2 separate regions of the Mus musculus genome follow, and region 1 is linked to region 2. The links are chromatin contacts, called in public capture Hi-C maps. All regions are on one chromosome and are shown on one strand. Each heading gives the region's core, a stretch centred on a gene start, on an enhancer-like site or on the middle of the called end of the contact. The rest is flanking DNA. Distances are from core to core; before and after follow the strand shown. Region 1 holds the start of Abca15 (ATP-binding cassette, sub-family A (ABC1), member 15). Region 2 holds the start of Acsm3 (acyl-CoA synthetase medium-chain family member 3).

The links. Capture Hi-C pulls out chosen DNA fragments and counts their contacts.
Region 1: a contact with region 2 is called in a capture Hi-C map of embryonic stem cells, with 4 times the contacts expected there. The contact joins the promoter of Abca15 here to the promoter of Acsm3 in region 2. A contact is called at or near these places in 3 of 39 promoter capture datasets (the 3T3-L1 cell line, cranial neural crest and second pharyngeal arch cranial neural crest) and 2 of 9 other capture datasets (adipose tissue and embryonic stem cells).

Annotation. Positions count from the first base shown.
Region 1 is chr7:120,325,900-120,332,444 of GRCm38.p6, forward strand. Abca15 (ATP-binding cassette, sub-family A (ABC1), member 15) reads left to right here and starts at 2,785. Exons shown (of 31, transcript NM_177213.3): 1 at 2,785-2,925; 2 at 6,251-6,331. The coding sequence starts at 6,272.
Region 2 is chr7:119,756,612-119,762,328 of GRCm38.p6, forward strand. It overlaps Acsm3 (acyl-CoA synthetase medium-chain family member 3), which reads left to right and starts at 4,312. Exons shown (of 15, transcript NM_212442.2): 1 at 4,312-4,371.

The DNA.
Region 1 (6,545 bases), core at 1,535-4,034, 570 kb after region 2:
GAAACAATGGCAAAGGAGAATCCCGTGTCTTCTTTCCTACTCTGACCCAGCTCTAAGACAGAAAGAAGGTGGGGTGCATTCCTACAGTCTAGGCAGGGAGAGCTGTAGCCTCCCTCAGCCCTGAAGTAGGCTGATCCACACTTTGACCTTGCTGCCACTGAGAAGGAAATTACCTAAGGTGGAGCCTTCTGACCTAGATGGCTCTTTTGTTCTGCCACCAGCCACTGCTCTCTCCAAGACACTGCTACCCACTGAGAAGCCTCTGAGATTTTCCAGAGGAATGTCCTATTCTGCACATCGCCTACAGGCTGGCTCCAGACACCAAGAATGGACTGGCAGGGGATGAGCCTTCCCCCCTTTTATAAGCACACTCTTGTAAACTGGAGGGCCTTGAACAGAATCATGTCTTGGCTCCATTAACCTCTCGCCATCTAAGTCTCTTTCAGCCCCAGCCTGCCTCCTTGGTGTACCCAGTCCTTGTAAGCCTCAGGCCGGCATACAACAGAGAGCAAATGGCGAACACCATGAGACGTTAATCCTCTCTCTAGCACTCAGTCTGAGAAATAGACAAGTATAGTGGGCAGCACAGAATCACCCAGCAAACAGTCTGGGGCTGCTGTACTGTGGGGCGGCTTGTTCTCGGCGTTTGCATCCTCAGTTGATACTGTCAATAACAAAAGTGAAGCAGGCAAGCATAGGAGGCAGGTTAGTACCCTGGGACCCTGTTTGGTTATGCCTATGCTCCCTCTTGTAACAACACTATTGGCAGCCTGCTCCTTTGCCTGGATGAACTGTGCACACACGTGGTCTGTGCACACTGCACACTATGGAGCATCAGAACCCACTCACACCCCTACCTGCGTTGATTGGGTTCTCTGTGAACCATACTATCAATTTCTCTGCCTCCAGCAATAATCAAACTTAGTGGTTACTTTCCAAGAATATTCTGACATATCCTTGTAACAAGAGTGTAAAGGCTGCTATGGCCTGAGCTAGTTTCAGGTGCATGTCCAGCAATGCAAATTCTGTTAAGTGAACTTTTATGGAGAATGCCCTAGTCAAAACTTAGGCCTATTCACAACCGGACATGCATATGGTTATCTTGCTATTTTTGCAGGTCTATGTGAGTCCTTGTTTTTAATTCTTTGGATAGGAGGCTGAGAACCTGTAAACCCCGGACCCTGCCTCCCCAACTAGCAACAAAATGATATCCAGAAGCCATCTATGTGTCATTGCTTTAGCAGATTAAAACATGTGTGGAGTCTTCTACGGTCCACTCTCCGTGACCGCATCATTGAGTCATCGCAGGTCTGGGGAAAGTAGGTTTTGCTACTTACTTTTTGTCATTGGAAGATTGGCAGGTGCCCAAAGGTTTGACCACAGCAACTGGTGCGCAGGTCACTGTTTCCCCCTAGAGACAAGATGCCAAATTACAATTTGCACAGGGAAAGTTTATTGAAGATATTTAAATGAACTCTCGGCACTATCGCTGATGAATGAAAACATCCAAGGAACAAGCACAGGGTAGCCGCGTCCGCTCCGCGACGCGGATTCTTCAAGGGCTGAATACCTGAGCGCCTGAACTGGAAACAGCTGTTGAGGCTGGGTTGTTGGCAGCCTCTCGCTGAGAGCCAGACAGCTGTGGCCCTGATGGTCCTGGACTGTAAGTGCGGGGGTGAGGGAGCAGGGGTGGGGATTTTGGGGGAGTATGCTGTCCAAGCTGCTGCTTGGCAAGTTACCAGGCCAGAGCCAATTAAAAAAAAAAAAAAAAAAAAAAAAAGTGAAGCAGAAGATAACCCGGGAGAGAAGCTTCTATGGTGTTCTTCCAGCGCCCTCTCCTGACAAAGTGTAATGTCACATTAGTTCCCGCTCCTTTTAGCGCCATGCAACAATAAATCCCTATCATGCACGTCAAGGATAGATAACTTGCGGTGCCTGTCAGAACTCAGAGCCTGTGACTCTAAAATGAAACCACACTGGAAGAGGGTATCAGGATGGGTAGAGGCAAGAAGAGTGGGCATTCATGGACCTGTACAGCACTGGGATATTTGATATAGAGGTGGAGTCGACCTCTATTGACAGGCTAGTGGATGAACCCAGATGAAGCAGGTGGGGAGTCTGAGAGCTGAGGGCAAAGGGCTTAGGCAGCTCCTGCACGCGGGTTCATGGTTAAGTCAGTACGGACTTGGAAGGAACTGAGAAGAGTGGCTAGATATCCCAGATTGGGGAGCAGCATAGAGTCAGAGAAGCGGAGAGATGGGAGGGAGAACGGAGAGAGGGGTGTGTGAAACACTATACTGCTGGGGCTGTGGGCAGAGGATCCCAAGTGTGGAAAGGAACAATGGTGCATGGTGGACTGAATGATAGGCGTTGCTGAGAAGGATTTGGAACAAGTCAGGCTCTGTGCTGGGCTCTGTGCCAGGTCTCTCTGACTCCAGGTTGAGCTTGCTAGCTCTAGTAACTCATCTCCTAACTACAGTGCATGACTGTTGATCTATCGCCAGGAGCCCTCCCAGACCCGCTTCCGTGCTCTTTCCCTCTGAACTGTTGCACTTGGGAGAACAGGAGAAATATATGGTTTCGGCATATGCTCCGTGATCCTTCTGTTTTGTTGGCTCCCCCTACTCCCAGCCCATCCCCTGTTCCTCCCCCAGCACGTGCCTCCATCTTTTTTCTTGCACCTGACTCTCCTCAACGGCTCACCGCACTTGGCGCGTGCCTCTGGTCCACCCACGACTGTACTTTTAATTCGTTGCACGAGATCCGATCCGGGGCCACGATCTTGGAAGAAAGAGCACTACCCTACAGGACGGTTAGCTAAGGCCTTGCTTGTGTGCAGGAAGAGCTTCCAGAACTGGGCCATATGATGCTCTTCGGTGGATAAGGCGCTAAGTGGTTTAAGGTTGCTTAACTAGAGCAGTAGTGGTGAGTCCTCCCTTGTGTGTCCCCTGCTCTCACACTGCTTTCAGATACCCTGGGAGTTCAATCTCCCTTTCTCTCTGTCTCTCTCGCTATTTGCCATTTTCTATATAGAAATGGGGATAATGCCAAAACCACAGCTCGGGGTGTAGGAGGTCAAAGGCAAAACGGCAGGATGCCCCATCACTGCCCTTTGAGTTGTGGACCAGCCAGATCTTCACAATGAGACTGTCTTAAAAGAGGGTGGGGATTAGCCCCACATTTTTTCCTTTACCCAGAACACAGAGTAAAGAGATGTCTGGGCTGTGTAGGATTTGGTTGCCTCCCGAGCTTCACTCTTCTGCTCACTTAGTTTTATTCTTGTTATTCTCGTTCCCTGACATACTGGCAAGTTGTTTCTCTGAAAGTCTGGGATGTAAATTTTAATCCTGTAAACTTCCCTTAAAGAGTGAGTATTTTGCTAAATCTTGTAAGTTTAGTATGTTTTTTTTCCATTTCCATTTGTCTCAAGACATCGGTAATTGCTTTCTGGGGGAAAAAAAGCCTTCATTGACGATTTTACTCACAAGAAGCATGGTGTCTAATTTCCATATATCTGTGAATTTTCTAAAAGTATTTCCTGTTATTTATATCAAACTTACATAACACTGTGATCAGAAAATATATATGATACAGGTCCAGCTCCACAAGCACCTACCTCAGCCTCTTGAGTAGTTAAAATTATGAGCATGTGTCACCAAGCCTGACTTTGTATCTGTTTTAACTAGCACAGCTACTTCTGTACTCTTTTGGTTTCATTAGCTTGGGGTGTATCTTTAATTTTATTTTAACTTTTATTTTTATTTATGGCCATGTGTTGCACGTGCACAACAACAATATCAATAAATTTAAAGACAGTAGTAGAGATTTTCCTAGTAATATTATGGTTATGTTTCATTTTGCTGTTATTTTCCAAAATGTTATAAAGTCTACTCAAGCGTCATTTTTTCCAAAGAGTTTGTGTGTGTGTGTGTGTGTGTGTGTGTGTGTCTGTGTGTGTGTGTGTGTGTCTGTGTGTGCACATGCTAACAGGGCCCCTGATTTGATTGCTGTGCCTGAGTCTGGATTATAGTCCCCAAAACAGCCCATCTCCTTCAGATTCATCCTCATTTTAAGATTCAATAAAGCTTTAACCTGATGACGTTCCTTTAAGGCCTGGGGCTCCAGCTCTTCTCCTCAGAGCTCTCTTCCCCGTAATTTCTGTCAGTTGTGTGAGGTCACTGGTAGAGGTGCCACTGTCAGTGGTAGGGATTTGGATCTAAACAACCTGATATCAAATCGGGGAGGGGAGTGTTGCTAGTTGCCCATCTGCGTTTCCAGAGATGGATGGACAGCTGGACTTTACGTACGGTGGAGCGACAGACTTTTTTAAGTTCAGAAGCTAATTGCTTTATCTTGGACTTAGTTTTAGCCATGCTCGAATCTGAACCAACACTTCATGATAATAAATAAAAAACCTCTTAGAAGCTTTTAACATAGCAGCTCACTAGCTTCCAACAATCCAGGGGCTAAGATGTCATCAGGCAGCATCTTGGGCTTATAAAATGGTTCTTCGCACCTTATTGCTCTGTGTGGGACATTTTTTAGATATTAAATCACCACAGATGCTGAATACATTTAAAATATAGGGATAAATGACTACTCCTGTAATTCAATGCTTATTGCTATTTTAAAGATGTATTAGAAAATTAAATTAACACAAACTAAGTAGTTTACTTGTCTAAAAGTCACATGCTGCTGGATAGGGTTTTTCTTTCTTTCTTTTATTGGTTTAAAACTTTTATTCTGTTTTCGAGAATCTTGAACAATGCATTCAGATCATAGTCTCCTCTCCACCAACTCCTCCCATATCTACCCCCCCTTCCCTACTTACCCAGATTTGTCCTCTCTTCAGGATTTTGTTTTTTCTTGGTTTTGATTTATTGAGCAGTTTATGCTATCCATATATACTTGGGTGTATGGTCTTCCACTGGAGCATTGTTGATGTACCAAGGGCCACACTTCCGCTCTCAGAACGTATCAGTTACCGATGCCTAGCTGGACAGGGGTGGCACTGGGACCTCCCTCTCCATGTTGGGATCTGACCTAGCTTGAGCTTTCCAAGGTTTTGTGCTTGTTGTCGTAACCACTGTGAGTCCATGTGTGAGGATGTCCTCTTGTGTCCAGCAGAAACTATTTACTCGGAGTTGTGCACTGCTGCTGGTTCTTACTCTTTTCACCCGTCTTCCACAGCCATCCCTGGCCATTTTGGGCGTAGCATGTATAATATAGATGTCTCATTTAGGGCTAAGCATGAGCAGTCTCCTAGTCTCTACTTCCATCTTTTTCTAGGTCTCTGTGTTAGTCGCCATTTACTGAAGGAGATGCTTGGCTGACAAGATTTAGGCGCTGGATTAATCATCTATTAATTCTATGTCCGTTTAGAAGAATAGTAGTGGGCTCTCCCTGAGGGTCCTGCCTAACCACTGGCTTCTTGACCTGATAGTTGTTATTGATATAGATTTCGTCTTCTGGTGGAAGACTTAAATAAATCATTGGTTTCTTGCTTTTGGTGCAATTGCACCAGTGGGCATATCTTGCCAGGCCAGTCATTATGGTCACTCATGAAGTTCATAGCTGGGGACGACTGATGATAATTTTCCTCCTCTGGAGGCACCAATAGCATCTTGCAACATTGTGAAAGCTGGGCAGTTAGGAATGAAGCTTCTGGGTGAGAACCAACTTGATTTTTTTTTCATGTTCTCTGACTTAAGTGTACAGTGTCTTTAGCAGTAGAGTCTGGAGTGTGCCGATAGTATTGGCAATTGGCAATAGCCTTTAATGTTCAGGGGGAGGTCTATGGGACCACACTGACCAATAGCTCCAAAAGTGTTAAACCATTCTTAGCACTGGAATTTTTGTTAGCTTTTGGAATCTAGTAGGGGCATTGTATAACCCATTTTAAGATAATTTCATTTTAATTCTCTCTCTCTCTCTCTCTCTCTCTCTCTCTCTCTCATATGTGTACACTTCTAAAGTAGTAGGCAGGCTCCTATATGATTTTCCTAAAGGTCTTTGCAGTTATTTATCTCTCCCTATCTTTTGCCCTCCCATCCCCTACCCAAATTTAACCCTTCCTAACCCAATATTCCCCCTTTAAATCTTTATACCACTGAATTCCCTCTTCTGTCTATTGAAACTTCTCCCTTCCAAATTTCCTGACCTCTAATGAGTATTCCAAATGAAAGATGCATATCTGAAGATGTAGACAGTCTTAATTTTCTTTAAAAAAAAACATTTCTAATTCCTCCAGAGTTGAACTCTGATCAAAAGAATGGCTTCATGGGAGTCAAGAAAACTTTTGCTTCTTCTGTGGAAGAACTTTACTTTAAAGGTAAGTTGAACTTGGCATAATATTGTTCCAACAGCTCAGAGATGGTCAGAGAGTAATTCTCACATTGTAATGGCTGCCTTTTATTTTATACTATTTTATTCTTCTCAGTTCCAGGGCTGGGTCATTCTCTTCCTAACATAAAATCTACACAGCGTGAGGTAATAGTAGAATGTCACATAGGAGAGAGAAATAAGACAGCCTTTGACTTCTTCTC
Region 2 (5,717 bases), core at 3,062-5,561:
AATAGACTCTGTGGATGGGGATTGGAATAGGAGTTATCAGGTCGTAGGGGGAGATGACTGGAATTGGAGAGCATTGGGGGTGAGCTTTGCAGAAATCTGGTGTAGTAGAAACTCCCAACGAGAACTACTAGTAATAGAGGATATAAAGTCTGAACCGACCACCCTCTGTAAAGAGGAAGGCTACCACTGGTGGGACTGGAATATCAACCCAGCCACCAAACCTTCAACCTACAATCTGTCCTGCCTGCAAGAAATGCTGGGGCAATAGAGGCACAGAACTCACAGGAGTGGCCAGCCAATGACTGATCTAATTTGACAGAGTCACAAGAGGGAGCCCATGCCCAATACTGCCCAACAGGAGCCTGGATAGCCCAGGGACCTAGGATAGAAAATCATTTAATAAGGACACATGCTTCACTATGCTCATAGCAGCCTTATTTATAATAGCCAGACACTAGAAAGAATCCAGATGTCCTTCAACATCTGAACGGATGTTGAACAGATACAGAAAATGTGGTACATTTACACAATGGAGTACTACTCAGCTATTAAAAACAATGAATTCAGCCGGGCATGGTGGCGCACGCCTTTAATCCCAGCACTTGGGAGGCAGAGGCAGGCTGATTTCTGAGTTCGAGGCCAGCCTGGTCTACAAAGTGAGTTCCAGGACAGCCAGAGCTATATAGAGAAACCCTGTCTCAAAAAACCAAAAACCAAACCAAACCAAACCACCAACAACAACAACAACAACAAAAAACCCCAAAAAACAATGAATTCATGAACTTCATAGGCAAATGGATGGGACTAGAAAATATCATCTTGAGTGAGGTAACATAATCACAAAAGAACACACATGGTATGCACTCACTGATAAGTGGATATTAGCTCAGAAGCTTGGAATACCCAAGATACAATTTACAAACCACATGAAACTCAAGAAGAAGGAAGACCAAAGTATGGATACTTCGGTCCTTCTTAGAAGGGAGAACAAAATACCCACAGAAGGAAATACAGAGACAAAGTGTGGAGCAGAGACTGAAGGAATGACCTTCCAGAGACTGTCCCACCTAGGGATCCATCCCATATACAGTCACCAAACCCAGACACTATTGTTGATGCCAATAAGTACTTGCTGACAGAAGCCTGCCATAGCTGTCTCTGGGGGCTCTATCAGCGCCTGACTAACACAGAGGTATAGGCTCACAGCCAACCATTGGACTGAGCACAGGGTCCCCAATGGAGGAACTAGAGAAAGGACCCAAGGAGTTGAAGGGTTTTGCAGCCCCCTAGGAGGAACAACAATATGAACTAACCAGTACCCCTAGAGCTCCCAGGGACTAAACCACTAACCAAAGAGTACACATGGAGGGACTCATGGCTCCAGCTCCATATGTAGCAGAGGATGGCCTTGTGGGTCATCAATGGGAGGAGAGCCCCTGGTCCTGTGAAGGCTCTATGCCCCAGTGTAGGAGAATACCAGGGCCAGAAAGCAGGAGTGGGAGGGTTGGTGAGCAGGGGGAGGGGAGAGGGGATTGGGGGTTTTCAGAGGAGAAACAAGGAAAAAGGATAACATTTGAAATGTAAAGAAAATATCTAATAGAAAAGAAAAAATTTAAAAAATAACAAATTTTAAAAATCATTTTTTATCTAAATAAATAATTCCTAATGGTATTCTGTTTTCCTCATAGATTGGTGCCTAGCACAGTCATCATCAGAGAGGCTTCTGTTGGCAGCTGACAAGAGCAGACGCAGAGACCCACAGACACAGTAGGCAGAGAAAGAGCCCGAATGGGAGATCTCCATCCAGTCCCTCCTCTTGGAGATGGGAAAACCCTGAAGAAGAGGAGTAGGAAGAATTGTAGGAGGCAGAGGGGTTGAGGATACCAGAGGAACATGGCCCACTGAACCAACTAAGCAGGACCACACAGGGTCCACAGAGTCTGGAGCAGCTGCCATGTAACCTGCATGGGTTTTCGATGGTCCTCTGCATCTATGTTATGGTTGTGTAGCTTGGTGTTCTTGTGGGGCTCCTAACAATGGAAGTAGGGGTGTCTCTGACTCTTTTGCCTGCTATTAGAACCCTTTTCCTCTACTGGGTTGCCTCGCTTAGATTTGATATGAGGTGTGTGCCTGATCTTCTTGCATCTTGTTAGGCTGTGTTCTGTTGATATCACTGGGAGGCCTGCACGTTTCTGTTTTTGTTTGTTTGTTTTTTGTTTTTGTTTTTGAGATAGGGTTTCTCTGTATAGCCCTGGCTGTTCTGGAACTCGCTTTGTAGACCAGGCTGGCCTCGAACTCAGAAATCCATCTGCCTCTGCCTCCCAAGTGCTGGGATTAAAGGCGTGCGCCAACATTGCCCAGCTGGCCTGCACTTTTCTGAAGTGAAAAAGAGAGCAGTGTAACTGGGGAAGAGGGGAGTTGGGGAGGTTACTAGGAGGAGTGGAGGGAGGAAAGACTGCAGTTGGAATGCACTGAAAACAGAAAAGAAGAAAAAGAAAAGGAAACATTAAGGGTTGCTGTGGACCAACATATCAGGAGAAGAGAGAAAGCTGAGTAGTGAGGATAATGTGGTTAAAAAAAAAAAAGCGCTATTTTGACAAAAAAACATATAAACAAACAAAAATCAAACTCCATAGATTTCACCTACAAAGACCATCAATAACAAAACCCACAGCTGGCAGTAGAACTCACTGTGGAAGCCTCAGTGCATCCTACTTTAGGAAGGGACCAAGAACTCCACTTCACTGCTCCAGTGTGGATGCCAGCCAGAGAAATAAGGCAACAAAGCAAAGCAAAGCAAAGCAATGCAGAGCGGAGCGGAGCGGAGCAGAGCAGAGCAAAGCAAAGCAAAGCAATGCAGAGCAGAGCGGAGCAGAGCAGAGCAAAGCAAAGCAAAGCAAAGCAATGCAGAGCAGAGCGGAGCGGAGCAGAGCAGAGCAAAGCAAAGCAAAGCAAAGCAAAGCAAAGCAAAGCAAAGCAATGCAGAGCGGAGCGGAGCAGAGCAAAGCAAAGCAAAGCAAAGCAAAGCAAAGCAAAGCAAAGCAAAGCAAAGCAAAGCAAAGCAAAGCAAAGCAAAGCAAAGCAATGCAGAGCGGAGCGGAGCGGAGCAGAGCAGAGCAAAGCAAAGCAAAGCAAAGCAAAGCAATGCAGAGCGGAGCGGAGCGGAGCAGAGCAGAGCAAAGCAAAGCAATGCAGAGCGGAGCGGAGCGGAGCGGAGCGGAGCAGAGCAAAGCAAAGCAAAGCAAAGCAAAGCAATGCAGAGCAGAGCGGAGTGGAGCAGAGCAAAGAAAAACAGCATAAAGATCTGAAAGGATGAAATAAAACTCACTCTTCACACACAGTGTGACTATTTACATAGTAAATTTCCAGAAATCAAATTTGTAAAAGATCAATTTTTAAAAGGGGACCAATTCATTTTTTGTTTGCTTGCTTGCTTGCTTGTGTGACAGGCTCTTATCTATGAAAGCCATTGCTGTCCTAGAACTCACTGTGTACACCAGGCTAGCCCTAAACTCTCAGAGATCCACCTGTCTCTGCCTCCCAAGCACTGAGATTAAAAGTATGGGCCAACGTGCCCAGCTTATTAATTCCAGTATTTAAGTTGGAATTTGAGTTAAATTTGAGTTGGATTTTTATCATATACAATTGGAAGAGCCATCTGTTCACATATCACATGAAACATTTACTAGATGGCTAACATTTGTTACTAGTTAATATCTACACTGAGGATCCATCAGTAAATAAAGCAAAGTTCTTATTTTCAAAGTCGGTGTTCAGAAATGAAAAAAAAATTTTTTTAAAAAAGTTAAAAGCAGGAAAAAAATCAATGAAGATTTCTAGGTTGGGAAGAAAGGCCTGGGATAGGATATCTCACCAAATGAGGCTTTGGCCGTGGGAAGAGTTACAGGCCGGGAGCTCAAGGATCTCTAGGCTGGAACACGCCTGTGTCTTAGGCAAGCAGCGGGGCTGCTGTGACTACAGCAGAGCAGGAAGGCCGAGCGGTGAGGTCTGGGTCAGAGAAGACACCATGGCTTGTTACACTTCTCTGAATCACTGGCAAGCTGAGAAACACTGCCTCCACCTCTGAAGGGCTGAGTGAGGCATGTGTAAGCCCCGGATTCCGGTTGCTTTTCAGCAAGCCTTTCCCTCCTAGTAAAAGCACACGCACTGCCTTCCCAGCCTACTAAAACTCTGCTGTGTGTACAGATAACATTACCTGTTAAGAAGGTTAAGTAAGACAGGCCAGGGTTATGTAAACATTCACGCTCCTCCCACCAATATATCCACCAATTAAGGAAAGGCACTGCCGGCCAGTCTGACTCCTCCGTCAAACTCCGTCCACTTTGATCCACCACCAACACTAAAGCAGAGGTGAGAAGTTGGCTTTCTCTTCCATTAAGCGGGTCTACTATCACTCCAGCTGTGTGGGAAGCAGTATCTTTAGTGAGGATCCAATTTCTTTTCCTGGGTAAGACTTCCTGCAACAGTGCAGGTTTTCTTTATAAATGTTCAGCAAACAATACCAGCAACTTCAGAAAATGCTCTGTGAAGCCATGGGTGGCAGAGGGGTTTCTAAACTCAGAGTCTTTCAGCTGCCATGGGAGCACTGAGGAGGAGGTTGGGAGAGAGCACCCCCAGGACATGGCTGGCAGGGCAGCTGAGTTTTCAGCTTAGGCTTTTTGGTGAGATTTGGGTTTTAATAATGGCTTCGTATGTTTCCATGATAAAATGTTTTGGAAAAAAAAAAAAAAGCGAGTAGGAGCTTGACTGAACCCTGCTCAATGACAGATGGAAGTTCATCTTCTAACTATCCAGAAGTACACAAACTACCTCTTGAAAACGTCTTCTCTCCAGGACAAGGGATAATCTAAAGCAGTATATTGAGGGTGGGAATTAAGACAAGGTCTTTTTGTGGATGAGAACCATGGAGTTGTACTTTGCTTTGAGGCTGTGTATCTGCCGTTGTTATTTGGGCTAATCAGGGGGAAGGGCTTTGTGGAGATGTGGAAAGATGGAAGATCCCTCTGCCCTGCCGTCTATATGGACCCAAAGTTCTTATTTCAGATGAGACTTTAAGTTCTTTCAAAAGCACATCCATCCAGACAGTGGTGCCTCTCTTAGAATTTTTCTTAGCAAGATTTCATGGCTTAGTGTAAAATCTAGATTTGCCATGCAGAAGTGATCTTTTCTTTCACCTGCAAGGGATTTTACAGATAGGAAAGTGGACATTGTAAGACAAGAGCATTGTAAAAGGCAGGAACTGACTGAGCCCTTGTTGGGAAGAAAGAAATAGTATGGATTTGATGAAGGGGTGTTGACATTCCTTTTTCTATTAAAAAAATGCTTAAGATCATTTTAAGTCCCAACTGATTGATCAATTTTCTGTTCTTTTTAAAAATGTGACTTCTAAAAATGTTCATTGAGATAAGTCCTTTTTAAAAGCATATTCATTGACAATTGCATACATACCTAATGTATTTTGATCATATCACCCTTTATTTCTCTCTTCCACCTCCCTCCAGCTCCCCCCAAGCCCCTTCTTCTCCCTGAGAAGGCCCTCCCACTCCTACTCTCACATCTGTTCTGTACTCCCCGAGTTTAATGAGGGTTTTTGCATGAGCATGGGTGGGTGGCTATTTCCTTGAACACGAGTAAGTTATCAGTGGCTACACCAATGTACTTGTGAAAGATTCTGAATGAAGGAGAGTTTTGTATGG